Linked DNA regions of Nothobranchius furzeri: region 1 is linked to region 2. Evidence: chromatin contacts called from public Hi-C data. All regions are on one chromosome and are shown on one strand. Each heading gives the region's core, a stretch centred on a gene start, on an enhancer-like site or on the middle of the called end of the contact. The rest is flanking DNA. Distances are from core to core; before and after follow the strand shown. Region 1 overlaps cdc42bpab (CDC42 binding protein kinase alpha (DMPK-like) b). Region 2 overlaps cdc42bpab (CDC42 binding protein kinase alpha (DMPK-like) b).

Evidence for each region. A called contact is a pair of places that touch in the nucleus more often than the background predicts.
Region 1: a contact with region 2 is called in a Hi-C map of skeletal muscle, with 5 times the contacts expected there. The contact joins two enhancer-like sites. A contact is called at or near these places in 2 of 2 Hi-C or Micro-C datasets (skeletal muscle and tail fin).

What each region holds. Positions count from the first base shown.
Region 1 is chr2:29,965,462-29,971,606 of NfurGRZ-RIMD1, forward strand. The region is part of intron 1 of cdc42bpab (CDC42 binding protein kinase alpha (DMPK-like) b); the gene reads right to left. Among protein-coding and RNA genes, the nearest start is that of cdc42bpab, 3.7 kb to the right of the region's middle. Within about 2 kb of position 2,905, at least 1 of the 3 cell types and tissues checked has an H3K27ac peak or open chromatin away from gene starts, as enhancers often do. A contact at or near this core is called in tail fin, where this site is marked.
Region 2 is chr2:29,890,445-29,896,442 of NfurGRZ-RIMD1, forward strand. cdc42bpab (CDC42 binding protein kinase alpha (DMPK-like) b) reads right to left here. Exons shown (of 44, transcript XM_070545663.1): 18 at 4,796-4,901; 19 at 2,531-2,655; 20 at 1,675-1,780; 21 at 1-141. Among protein-coding and RNA genes, the nearest start is that of cdc42bpab, 79 kb to the right of the region's middle. Within about 2 kb of position 2,182, at least 1 of the 3 cell types and tissues checked has an H3K27ac peak or open chromatin away from gene starts, as enhancers often do. A contact at or near this core is called in tail fin, where this site is marked.

The DNA of each region.
Region 1 (6,145 bases), core at 1,655-4,154, 76 kb after region 2:
AGACGATTTAGCTGAATGACAGCACTCAGGTTAGCCAACTCCACCGATGGTGCAGGTAGCAGGCGGTTGAGATGAAGACTCAGGACACAGCGTACTTTCCCGTCTCCATTTCGCCATGGCTGCAGGTTATGTAGGGGTCTCTGTTTCAGCTGGAATGAGGTCACTGCCACACAAGACGCAAAGCAAGCCCAAAACAAACATGTCTTCTTCTCAGTCAGGAGGAAACGGCACATGCTGCTTCAACGTTTGCTTTTGATGTATTGTTGTGTAGAAACACACACACACACACACACACACACACACACACACACACACACACACACACACACACACACACACACACACACGCACGCACACACACACACGCACGCACACACACGCACACACGCACGCACACACGCACGCGCGCGCACACACACACACACACACACACACACACACACACTCACACTCACACACACACACACACACACACACACACACACTCACACACACACACACGCGCACACACACACACGCACACACACACACGCACGCGCACACACGCGCGCACACACACACACACACACACACAAACACACACACGCACGCACACACACACGCACACACGCACGCGCACACACGCGCACACACACACACGCGCGCGCACGCACACACACACACACACGCGCGCACACACACACGCACACGCACACGCGCACACACACACACACACACACACACACACACACACACACACACACACACAGTGAACTACAAAGGCCCGCAAAAGCTGGAGGTCTTATTTTTCCTGGCGCCATCTTGAATAATTTTCCTACATACAGAATTAAGCTGCGTTACGAGTTCGTCCCTTCTCACAGGTAAACTGTGTGATAGTCGCTCGTGTGGGCCAAACACGGCTAAACGTGCACATGGAACAGGTGAGCTGCTCTCTTCCTTTGACCACGCGGCTGGATGTTCTACCAGAAACAAAGGAAGACATGGGAGTGGCGACACGTTACAAACGTTTTAGGACAAGACTAGACTTGACCCTAATCCTGTCACTCTGTAGTTGCTGGCTGTCCCACACAGGCGGGGTTTTCTCTCCGGTAGACGGGTCGTCGCATCAGCCAGAATCGGACTTTAGTGATACTGGGTGCGTGTGTCCGACTGCTGATTTAGCAAATGAAAGACTTTATTAAAACACTTCACAATGCAGTTCTTCAGTTTACTCCAGTGAAATCCAATGAGCATGGCCAATGAGCATAAGCCATCCACCCATTTAAAGCAACACTTCGCTCATCCTTCCAGGTTAGGCGTCCACCCCCTAACTTTTAAACGATAAACAGGGATGGGTACTGTGTTCAGTACTATTCAAGGTACCGACCAAGGACCGATTCACGTGATATGAAATGGTGCCTTGTTCTGGTACCTGATTTCCCAAGACAGACCGCAGCACCGGCGCAAGAGCATCATGTCGTCGGTGGCTGCAGGTGAGATGTGAGCCGAGCGTGGCAGAACGAGTTTGGGTCCACGTCACTTAATGCAAGCTACCATCATCCTGATCTGCTCCAGCAGCTACATAAACTGTTTAGACTACATCAGCTTGATAGTTTAGCTTCCGTTGCTAGCAGCTAATGGTGCTTTCACTTTCTGCTCGGTACTCGGGAAATCCGACTTCCGAGTAGGAAAAATCAACAGTTTGAAAATGAACGGCAAAAGGAATGAAGATACAGTAAATTTAGTTCACAACAGAGATGTTTGCTTCAGTTAAATGAGTAATTTATAAAAGTACAAGGACCCACACAGGAGAACGGCAACACCATAAAGGTCTGTGGTTTACTTTATGTTGTGTTTACGTCGGCGAAGCAGGATTCACAGGAAGTGATGTACATTTAGGTGCACTTGACTCTAATTTAGAACACTTCCAGAGGTTTTACACCGCCTTCATGTTTGACTTCCTGCCTGGCATGAACTAAACTGCAGAGTTTGATAAGTTTTGGCAGCGTAGCGCGTAAGCGACAGGCTCAAAATGTAATGGTCGCATCCCTTCGCTTCAGGGACGCATCCAAAACTGCTGGAAAGGACCCCGTCCACTATAAAGGCAGCGCTATACACTTCACAAAGTATGTTTGCGGTTGTTTTCACATCCAGTGGAAAGGAGGGGTGAGACGTTCACCCTCAGAGGCAGGACGCAGCGAGCAGCAGCAACATGGAACCGCTCCACAGTAACGGCACATCTGTGGGTCGGGTGTTGCGTCCTGCCGAGCTCAGTCGAAGGGCTCGAGTGTCACCACTAGGAAACGTCAGGATGAAGTCACCACTTGGCACGGTGTGTTTCTTTAAAGGCTAGGGCACGCCGGCGTTGTTGGGAGGCCTGCTAAGTACTGCCCGTCAGCTGAGGACCGGACCACCAGAGCCAGAACTTTTACTTTGAAGTGAAGCGTTTCTTTACACCGGTACTAACACACAGCTGACACCTTCAGGCAGAGCTATTAGCATTCATACAACAAGGAGCTGTTCAGATGGGGACTGGGGGGGCAGACCAACTTGGCCTCCACAGCCAAGCTCCCCCACCATTTGGCTGCACTTAAATGCCTTCCTGTTTGTGTTTGACGCAGCAGGTCAGTGGCAACGCCAAGCCGCTGCCTGTTTGACCTTCCTCTTTGAAATGTTTCACAGGTCTGTCACACAGAGGTCACCGCACACGCCACTCAGTTCCTCATCGTCTCTTGTATTAATAATCTGCCTTGATTCGTGTTTCTGCCTGAGAGAGAAGAGGAATCCGACGCTGCGCCGCCTCAGCACTTGTTTTTAGGCCTTGGAAAAGACAAGCAGGCCGAGAAGGCATGCTCTGGCAGTGAGCTGGGCCTCTGTGCCAGATAAAAAAGGTGAGTTGTTCACATTCCTGCTTCCTGCACAAACCAAACCCCAATGTCACACACACACACACACACACACACAGTCCTGCTGGAAAGGCACAGCGCTTGCCGTGTGTGTGACGTAACGAATGAAAGCGACAGCTACCAAACTAAAAACTTGTGAGAAACGTTGATGTGCGTCCAGCCAAGACGACTGTCGACAAGTGTTTTCCTGCACCCATGCAAAGGAAAACATGGAGACTAATCTGGGGAGGGTTGCAGCAACGAGGCATCAACTTTACAGAAGAGGGATTAAAGGTCGCCTGGAGGAGAGGACATGTTTATTGGATCTTTCCTGGATTTATATCAAACTCTTTCCTCTAATATCCTTCAGCGTACTGGGTAGCGCCTCGTCGCCAGCTGCTTACTCTGATTCTGGCCTACAGCTTTTTGATGTTTTTGGGGCCAAAAATGACTCAAAACTATGATTAACGGAAGAGAAAAGCCGTTAACTATTATTTAATCAACTTGAAATGTCATAACTATTCCTGTAAATGGAAATACTGGTTTTAATGAAAGCTTTCCAACGGCTCAAACCAGTTAGTCACAGACACACACACACAACAGGTGTCTCGTCACCTTTCCCTGACCTCAGTGCACAACTTTAAAAGACCGAAGAATTTCAGACGCAACATCAAACCCTCGTTTACGTCGATATTCTCTAAATATGCCGTCTTTGGCGGTTTTAGTACTAATTCTTGATATTCTTCATTTACCACCTTTGCACCATGTTAAGAAGTAATAATATAGTAATAACATGTGTGTGTACGGTCTTTAACTGAGGCACTAAAAGCTCTGTTGGTGATCAGAACCGGTCGATATTCAGGATGATCGGAATCATTGGTGTTCCAGAATCACCATTTTCCAATTAGTAGGAATTTCTTTTGGAAATCAAATAAACTATGTTAAAGACCAAGTCCACTTGTTCTTTAACCCGTCTGCTGTGGTTGAATGCCTGTCAGACGATTTCTGTGGGACAAAATAATGACATCCTGTGGTCAGATTTGGGTACTACACTCTATTTTGAAAACAACTGAGTGACTCACTCCAGTTCTGGGAGTTTTATGGCTGTTAATGGTTTCGGACCAGCACCAGAAGATTCTAGATGACGAGTCATACACAGCGAGTTCACAAGGAGACAAATACGTTTCACTGTAATATCCATTTGTTAGTCATCGAAAAGTAGCCCGAGATATTTTAGAGCCAACTATTTGCCTCCAACTCATTGTTAGCATTGTTAACTCAACATTAGCCTCTAGCCTTCTGTACTTGATATTAGAATAAAACTAAAAGATGTCGTGGCTTCTTAGAAGTACAAGAAATTAGGGCTGAAACGATTCCTCGAGTACCTCGAATAATTCGAGTACAAAACAGCCTCGAGTCAAATTATCTGCCTCGAGGCTTCGTTTAATTCACGTTTAATTAATTCATGGCTTTGCAGCCACCCGGGGTCACGTTTCACCCGGACCGAAATAAGTGGCGCACATACACACTGCACTGAATGCACACGCGAGTGGCGAACGCAACTTAACTTTCTCTTAAGTCATGGCGGACAACGTGGACCCCGGTGGAGTGCGAAAAAGACACAAAATGCCAAAGGTGTGGGAGCATTTTTCACGTCGTAAGGCGGGAAACGTAGTCCAGTGTAAATACTGTTAAATGGATCTAGCCTACCACAACACCACATCCTCCATGCTGCAACCTGACCAGGAAACATCCACATGTAAACGTCACTTCTGCACGCGGACTCGGAGCCTCTACAAGATAATGTGTTTTAGCCTGTATTTCTATATATCCTGCAGACGCTGTGCGACTTTTTTGTTTGTAGCACTCACACCGTACGTCTGGTAGCAACACGTCGGACTTGAAATGTGCTAAAAATAGCAGTTTTTACAACACGTTGGACTTTTTACTGTGTTGTTATTGACGTCCGTTGTCCCTCAGGATTTCTGCAGGACACGGGTATTTATGAGCGGCGGAGGAAAACGAAAGAAAGTAAATAAATGTTGTGTGATCAGTGTAATTTGACAAAACCACGGCAAACACGCTTTCGACAATCCTCGTTAGTGTGAGACAAAAAGTGTAGAAATGAAAACGAATGTGTGTTAATAGGGAAACGGCTGGCGAGCCATGTTTGCACATGCGCCGTGAGGGGTTCTGGTGCTGTTTGGGCCGCAGCCGCTCACATTTGTTTACTGTGAAGTAAAGTTGGTTTTGAAAACTAATTTTGAATAAAACTTGAAGAATGACTGGCAATTGCTTGCTCATTTCAAGAGGTCTTTCGTTTTTTATAACATGCTATTTGATATAATGGTTTAAAAATGCAAAAGAGTAATTTATTAGAGTACTCGATTAATCGATAAAAGATTCGATAGAGTACTCGATTACAAAAATATTCGATAGCTGCAGCCCCATAAGAAATAACTTCTGGGTCACTCCTGTTTACTGGTTTGGTTCTTTAAACAACTCTGGAGCATTTTTGCCAGGTGGTATTGAATTACAAATGCAGGCGCAGCAGCATTAGCTAGCATGGACGCAGCAACCCCACAGGCTGTAAACAAAAACTACATCCCTCTACTGGGCCATTCCCATCTGTACCGGGTCGGCCCGGGCCGGGTAGCGTAGGTTGTTTACATATCTGGGTGGCCTGGTATTTTTCCGGGCCGACCAAGGCTCATTCTCAGCCCTCTTCTCGAGGGGGTCTGCTTCAGGCCGACCAGGGCCAACACACCCACTGCTGACAGCAAATTCACACCTTCCATTAGAGCAAGCCTCTGATTGGTGGGTAGAATCAGACCACATGGGCTTAAGACAAGGATGTGTGGAATCAACCGGGCCAGGCTGGGGCCAACTGGGGCTACCCGGCCCGGGCCGACCCGGTACAGATGGGAATGGCCCATAACTGACAACCCCAGCTGGCTGAGAATAAAATCTACTGGGATGCCTATGGAAAGCGTGGATTTAAATCAGCTCTACTGAAGCGGTGCATCAGCCTCCTACGATGGTCCCGCTACTAAAACCAGAACTGGTGCGACTTTGTGATTCTTGGTTGAGCTCTACACATGCATCTCTTTAATGAAAAATTATTCACCGCCTTTGCAGCAGTTTAATAGTAATAATCATCTACTGTAGTCTTTCTCCACTGTGAAGTCAAACTGATTCAACTACTGAACAGGTTTAGATCTCAGGTGAAGGCGGGTCCTTCTTGAAGGGTGCTTGTGGAGACAACAGGGGTTCGGACTTCT
Region 2 (5,998 bases), core at 932-3,431:
GGAGATGCTGTCGGCCTTCACCTTGTTCAGCTCGTCCTGGATGCTCTGCTTGGCTCTGATCTCAGTGTCCAGGGCAGACTGCAGCTCCAGACGCGCAGACATGTCCAGCTTGGCAAAGCGTCGCATTTTCCATGGCATGTCCTGAAACACAGAGGACAGGAAGTCATGTTTTACATCCCAGCTTTGGTGCAACAGGGGCGAGTCTACCCCTGGCCCTGGTCTCCACATGCAGGTTGGGTTAGCCTGCGTTCCCACACACAACAGTGGTGTTTATAAATGACCAAACAGCCCATTCTAGCTGCCTGTGAAAGAAGCAGCTTCATGGACCAACATGAGCGCCTGCAGCCGGGGACAGTGGCTCTCAATGAGCTGGACTTGCTTTGAAGCTAAATAACATCAACTTCACGATAGAACTGAAGGTCTTCGTAGAAAACGAGGTGCTGAGGTGAGACATGCTACTACGTCCATTAGGGCTGCTCAATTAATCGAAATTTAATCACGATTACGATCTGAGTTTTGAAAGATTATAAAAAACAAAACAAGCCGATTATTTGCCCCTCCCACTTGCGCTGCCCTGAGTTACAAATGAAGCGCTCTTCCTAGGGTGTTTGTCAACTTGGCGACTTTGACGCTATTTCTAACAGCTTCTCAGACCCCCTTCTTGACTTTTTAAATGTTAAAAGTGCCTAACGAACACCTCAGAAACATCTCTGGTAACCCTTAGCTACTTTCTGGATAACTGTCGTCGACATTTCCTGCAGGTTAGCTAAACACTCCGCCTGCGCTCCGTACCGTTCTTCACAGCATTAGGAAAGGGAATGATGTAGTGATGTGTCGGTCGCTAAAGAAACGGCTCTCGGAGCCGGCTCCCTGTTGGATTAACCAGAGTGAGTGACACACACCACACCTGCGGACTCCTGAGCCACTAAAAACGGCTAAATGTGCGCGTGCTAAACACACGTGCAGCTTGCCCCGATTGCTGTGAGACCGGGTTGGGAGGTGTGTGTGCAGCTGTGGTTGGGACAATTATTATATTAACTGATGGACTTGTAAATAGTTTATAAATAAGGTAGAAATAAGTTCCTCACGCTGATGAATAATAACTAATCTCTCTGAGGACACGGTGCTAGTGCACTCTCCTACAGCACCTTGACATGACTAAATAAATGTTATGCAACATTTTATGAACATCAATTTATTTGCATTTATTTGTTATAAATGCCACTGTATAATTCTTGCTGTCAGTATTTGCCAGATATTGGTATTTGGGTCTGTACTGGTTAGACTTAAATGAGTTAAACCAAGGTCTATAGCCCTTGGGTCATAAACTATGAGCTGTAAGTATATTGGTCTTTTTATACTGGGAATCAGGAGTTATTTTAGTGATCATCTTGTTTCTTATTTATTTTTGTCCTGATTGTGCCCTGAGCAGTTTTATGACTGAATAAAAACAAATAAAGTCAACATAAATAGAAAAATCGTCCTAAATAATCGTGATCTCAATTTCAGTCACCATAATCGTGATTATTATTTTTGCCATAATCGAGCAGCCCTAACGTCCATGACTGACGTGGTACGGAGACGGTTTAGTGTGAACTCATGTGCTGCTACAGCTGAAGAGTAAATTACAACCTCAGACCAACACAGTCGGCTTCTAGAGGAGACGTTTGTTACCGTGGCTCTGGCTCCCAGGCTGCTGCTCCTCAGACCCTCCAGCTCCTCCGTCATCTTAGTGGCCAGAGCCTGAAGGTAGCCTCGAGCATCCTTCTCATCGCTCACCCTGCAGCGCACACACACACACACACACACACACACACACGCACGCACACACACACACACACACACACACACACACACACACACACACACACACTAGTGACCATTTATAAATCCACAAACAGAAATTATGAGCTCTAAATTTCCTTCCTTTCTCTACAAACTAAACTATTCAGGTAAACTTTCAAATATTATTAAAAATCAAAGATTTTGAGGAATCTCAGGCAGAAGCCAGTGCTTAAAACGGTCTACCAACACAAGAGGAGGAGGAGGAGAAAGAAGCTGCTTTTAGAACATCCTTGTTCCAGATTTTCTCCCTTGCAGCTGCACTGCACCACCACCAGGGGGCAACACTGGTCACCAATTCCAGGGGCAAGTTCAGACATTGGTGTGTATGTTTGGAATGTGCTGTGGCCGTGATGCTGAATGTGTGTGTGGCATGTGTGCTATGTGAAGCCTTTAGGCTCGTCCACCAGAGAGAGGCTGAGCAGCTGGCGAGGTGTCAGCTGCCATCGGAGAGGATCTGAGAGGAGGGCGGGTCGAGCAGCTCCACCATCCCCAGAGGTATGTGACACACGCTGCAAATTTACAGTAGAAAGGAACCCAACACACTGCTGGCGTGCACGTCTCAGCTTGAGCCATAGCATGAGTGGGAGCGTAGACGCCTCGGAGCTGGACTTTGGGACACACGAGAAGCTCGCTGCGTGTGTGTGAGGAAGGAAGTGTTCGGGGGGGGGGTTGTTGCGAGGCTTACCACTGGATGATTTCTGTGATCTGGGCCTCCCAGTGAGCCACACTCTCCTTCTTATCTGCCAGCTCCCTCATCTCATCCTCCAGCTGCCGGTTAGAGCTGCTCACCTTCTCAAACATGGTGGTCAACTGAGCAAACACACAGATCATCGAATGAATTCAACAGGGTGAGCCACAGCTGGCACTGAACACACACGTAGACCACGTTGTGTGTGTGTGTGTGTGGAGACATAACCATGACAACATTACAGGTCTCAAACGGCCTGATTGCTTAAATCCTCCCTTTGCAGGTACGTGTTTGGTGCGTTGCACCTGGCCAGGACAGCTGAGGCAGCTATTGAACGGTGTTTGAGATCGCTGGGTCCAAAAACTGGTTTGTAACCATTTCTGAAGTCGTGTGAGCTCATAAAACATGTCTGTCATCAGCAGAGCAGTAGCAGAGTTTCACACTGGAAACCAACCACACAGGTGCCGTCCAGGCCTGACTGCTGTTGGTCTTCCACACATGAACCAGTCCAGAGCCGCTGATGGAACCAGTAACAGCAGCCAAGAGCTAAGAGCTCTTCTCAGTGTGGTGTTGTGCTTCTGAATGCAACCCCGTAGAATCAGGATCATTTCCTGGATTTAATCACATGAAAACCACGACTCCTTTATTTGTTGATGTAAAGCCAGTTATGAATGTTCAGGAGCGTTATTCAGCATATTTTTATAGAATGTGCCGTTTCTCAAGTGATCAGTTAAGATCATGGATGTAGCTTTGGGGGGTACATGTCCCCCCATTTTTGTCCCCTGCACTTTTTACCGTCCATAAACAACATTACACTGTATTAGAGGCTCTGGTTGAGCACAAGGACCAAGCGGAAAACAACTGCCTGTGTTGAAGCGCCCCCCCCCCCCCCCCCCCCCAGTCACAGCTAAAATGGTTAAGAGAGACCAACAGCCAGAGTTGTATAACGTAAATCTGATAAAGAACTTCAGAAAACCCTTTGGAAAGAATTTGAAGCGGTTTATAATTTAAATGAAGTGAAAACGTTCCCCTCATGTATTAACCTGCATTCATCCTCCAGCATGGACCTTACATGGGGGTACCACAGGGCTCCATTCTTGGACCTCTCTTGTTTGCTGTGTACCTACTGCCATTAGAAGAGATAGTCAGGAAACATAGCCTTCAACTTGTTTCCATGTCATTTTCATGGTCTTGACCTCTACTTCCAGATGTTGGTGCCAGATGTTTCTTTCTCAACCTCTTCTCAGTTTTCCTTGTGGGTTCCATCTTAGGGCTAGTCTAGTAATTCTGTCCATATGATTTTATGCCTCTGCATTTCTTTATTCCTTCTTCTGCAGGCAGCTGATTAGTTTTCAGCCATGTTTCCTGTTGTGATGGTTTCTGGCCGATGCATACTCATTACTTTGCGTAGGCAGCTGCTGATGAAGCTACGCACTTCTGTTGTGATTACTACTGTGGTGGAGTAGAACTGCCTTCCTGGTATTACTTTGTTCGTTCTTTCTGTGCTTTTCCTCGTAATCCATGTCTTTGTTCTTTTTTTTACAGTTTAATAAAAACTATTGTTTTACGTGAGAACGACGTCGCCCTCTACTGCTCCACTCCGTCATTGCAATAATTGAAACATCAGCTTAAGACCTGTTTGTGCTCTTTAGCCTTCAGCATTGTGCTCCCTGCGGTGAACAATGTATTGTTTTATTGTCTGTATCAACTTTGTTGTTCTTTCACTGGTTTTGTTCTTGTTTATGTCATGCCCAGCACTTTGGACCACCTAGGAACGTGTGGAAAGTGCTTTAAAAATAAAGTTGATTGATTGATTGGAACGAAAAAGCGGATCGATTAAGCTTTTCAAACTACATGAATAGAAAAGAGCAGTAGCAATAAATATCCTCTACATTTTATCAGTGGCAGCTTTTCAGAACAAGTCACGTTTTCCTCCTGCTGTTAAGATGCCTCCCACCTACTAGAAACCATTTCACTTGGGGCCCTCCTGATCTTCCAGGAGCCACTTCCAAAGCCAACAGGCCAGGATCCAGGGTCCTTCCATCACACCGTGCAGCAGTCTTTTATTTAACCGTGTTTTTTTCTTTGGCACGGCTGCGGGAGAGGGGCGGAGGAAGGAATGTGATGAAGGAGTTGAGCCGTCAGACGGGGTTAGCAGGGGTTGCAGGAGCAGTAAGAAGCTGAGACAGCAGGACAGGAGGCTCTGAAGAGAAAACAGAGCAGCTCGTCTTATTCTGCAGAGCTCCACAGCAGATACCGTACCTTGTCTAGTTCACTGGACAGCTTCTTTTTCTCCTCGGTGAGCTGGATCCGCTCTGTCTCATACTTCTGCTTGTACTCCATCTCCAACTCTTCCCGTTCAATTTGGCTGGAGGAAACAAACACAGCCGTCATACATGAAACCCGGTCCCTACCAGGCGCTCGCACTGCGGTCTGAACCTTTACAGAAGTCTTCCACACCCAGACTGGGGACTCTCTCTTAGGCCAAGACACACTCGTGCAGCTAGAAACTGATACAGCTGTGTGTTTAAACTGAATTAAACAGCAGAGGGGAAATGCTTCAACAACACGAGGCAGGAAGGGTAAACTACAGGGTAGAAAAACACAAGTGAACCAAAACAGGATCTAATCAACTCTAAATGTGATCAGATGAGATCTTCAGTGGAAAAACAACAACCTTTATACCATAAATGACATTCAAATCTAGAGTGGAAACATGTTTAATAAGCTTCACCCTTATTTATCTGATCCTACTTGTTATTACTCTGATTAGTCAAATCTGAACAGACACATAAACTGTTTTAATTGAGCGTTTTATTCTAAAAATATCATATTTTATCATTTATTTCTGCAAATCTTAATGCAGTGTTGTAAACCATGTGACTAACTGGAGCCAACAGAAGGGTCATCAGAGATGATGCACCTTTCACTTCCACAGGATCTGGTCATGAAATTAAATATACGACAAAGCTGACAGCGTCTTATGACTGTGTCGTGGCGGCGTGGCCAGGTGTGCAGCATTACAGCGTGGCACAACAGAGGGAGGTGTCATGATCACATGGGGAGTTGCTGCCCATCTCCGGCCGGCAACCATATTAAAAATGAAATAAACCATTTTTAAAGAGATCTAGCCGAGATGATAAACGGGAGGGATGCCGAGCTCCAGGAGCTTCACTACGTTAGAGCTGGGGGTCAGATCACGGGGGCTGTGGGGGACAGCCACCTTTAGGAGCGGCCTGTCAAAGAAACATAATGAGCACGACTAAAGTTATGTCCAAGATAAATGGAAGTCTGCACCAGCACAGAGACCGCCCCAGACCCCCTTTAGAACGCCATTGCAGGATGTTTTGTAAAGGACACGATTGCGCAACATTACCACCAACATCTGACCACTTATAAACGAGCTAAGGTTCCCCGATGCCGGCTCAATGTTGCAGCAAACTGGCAGCATTCCGGGTTGTTCCT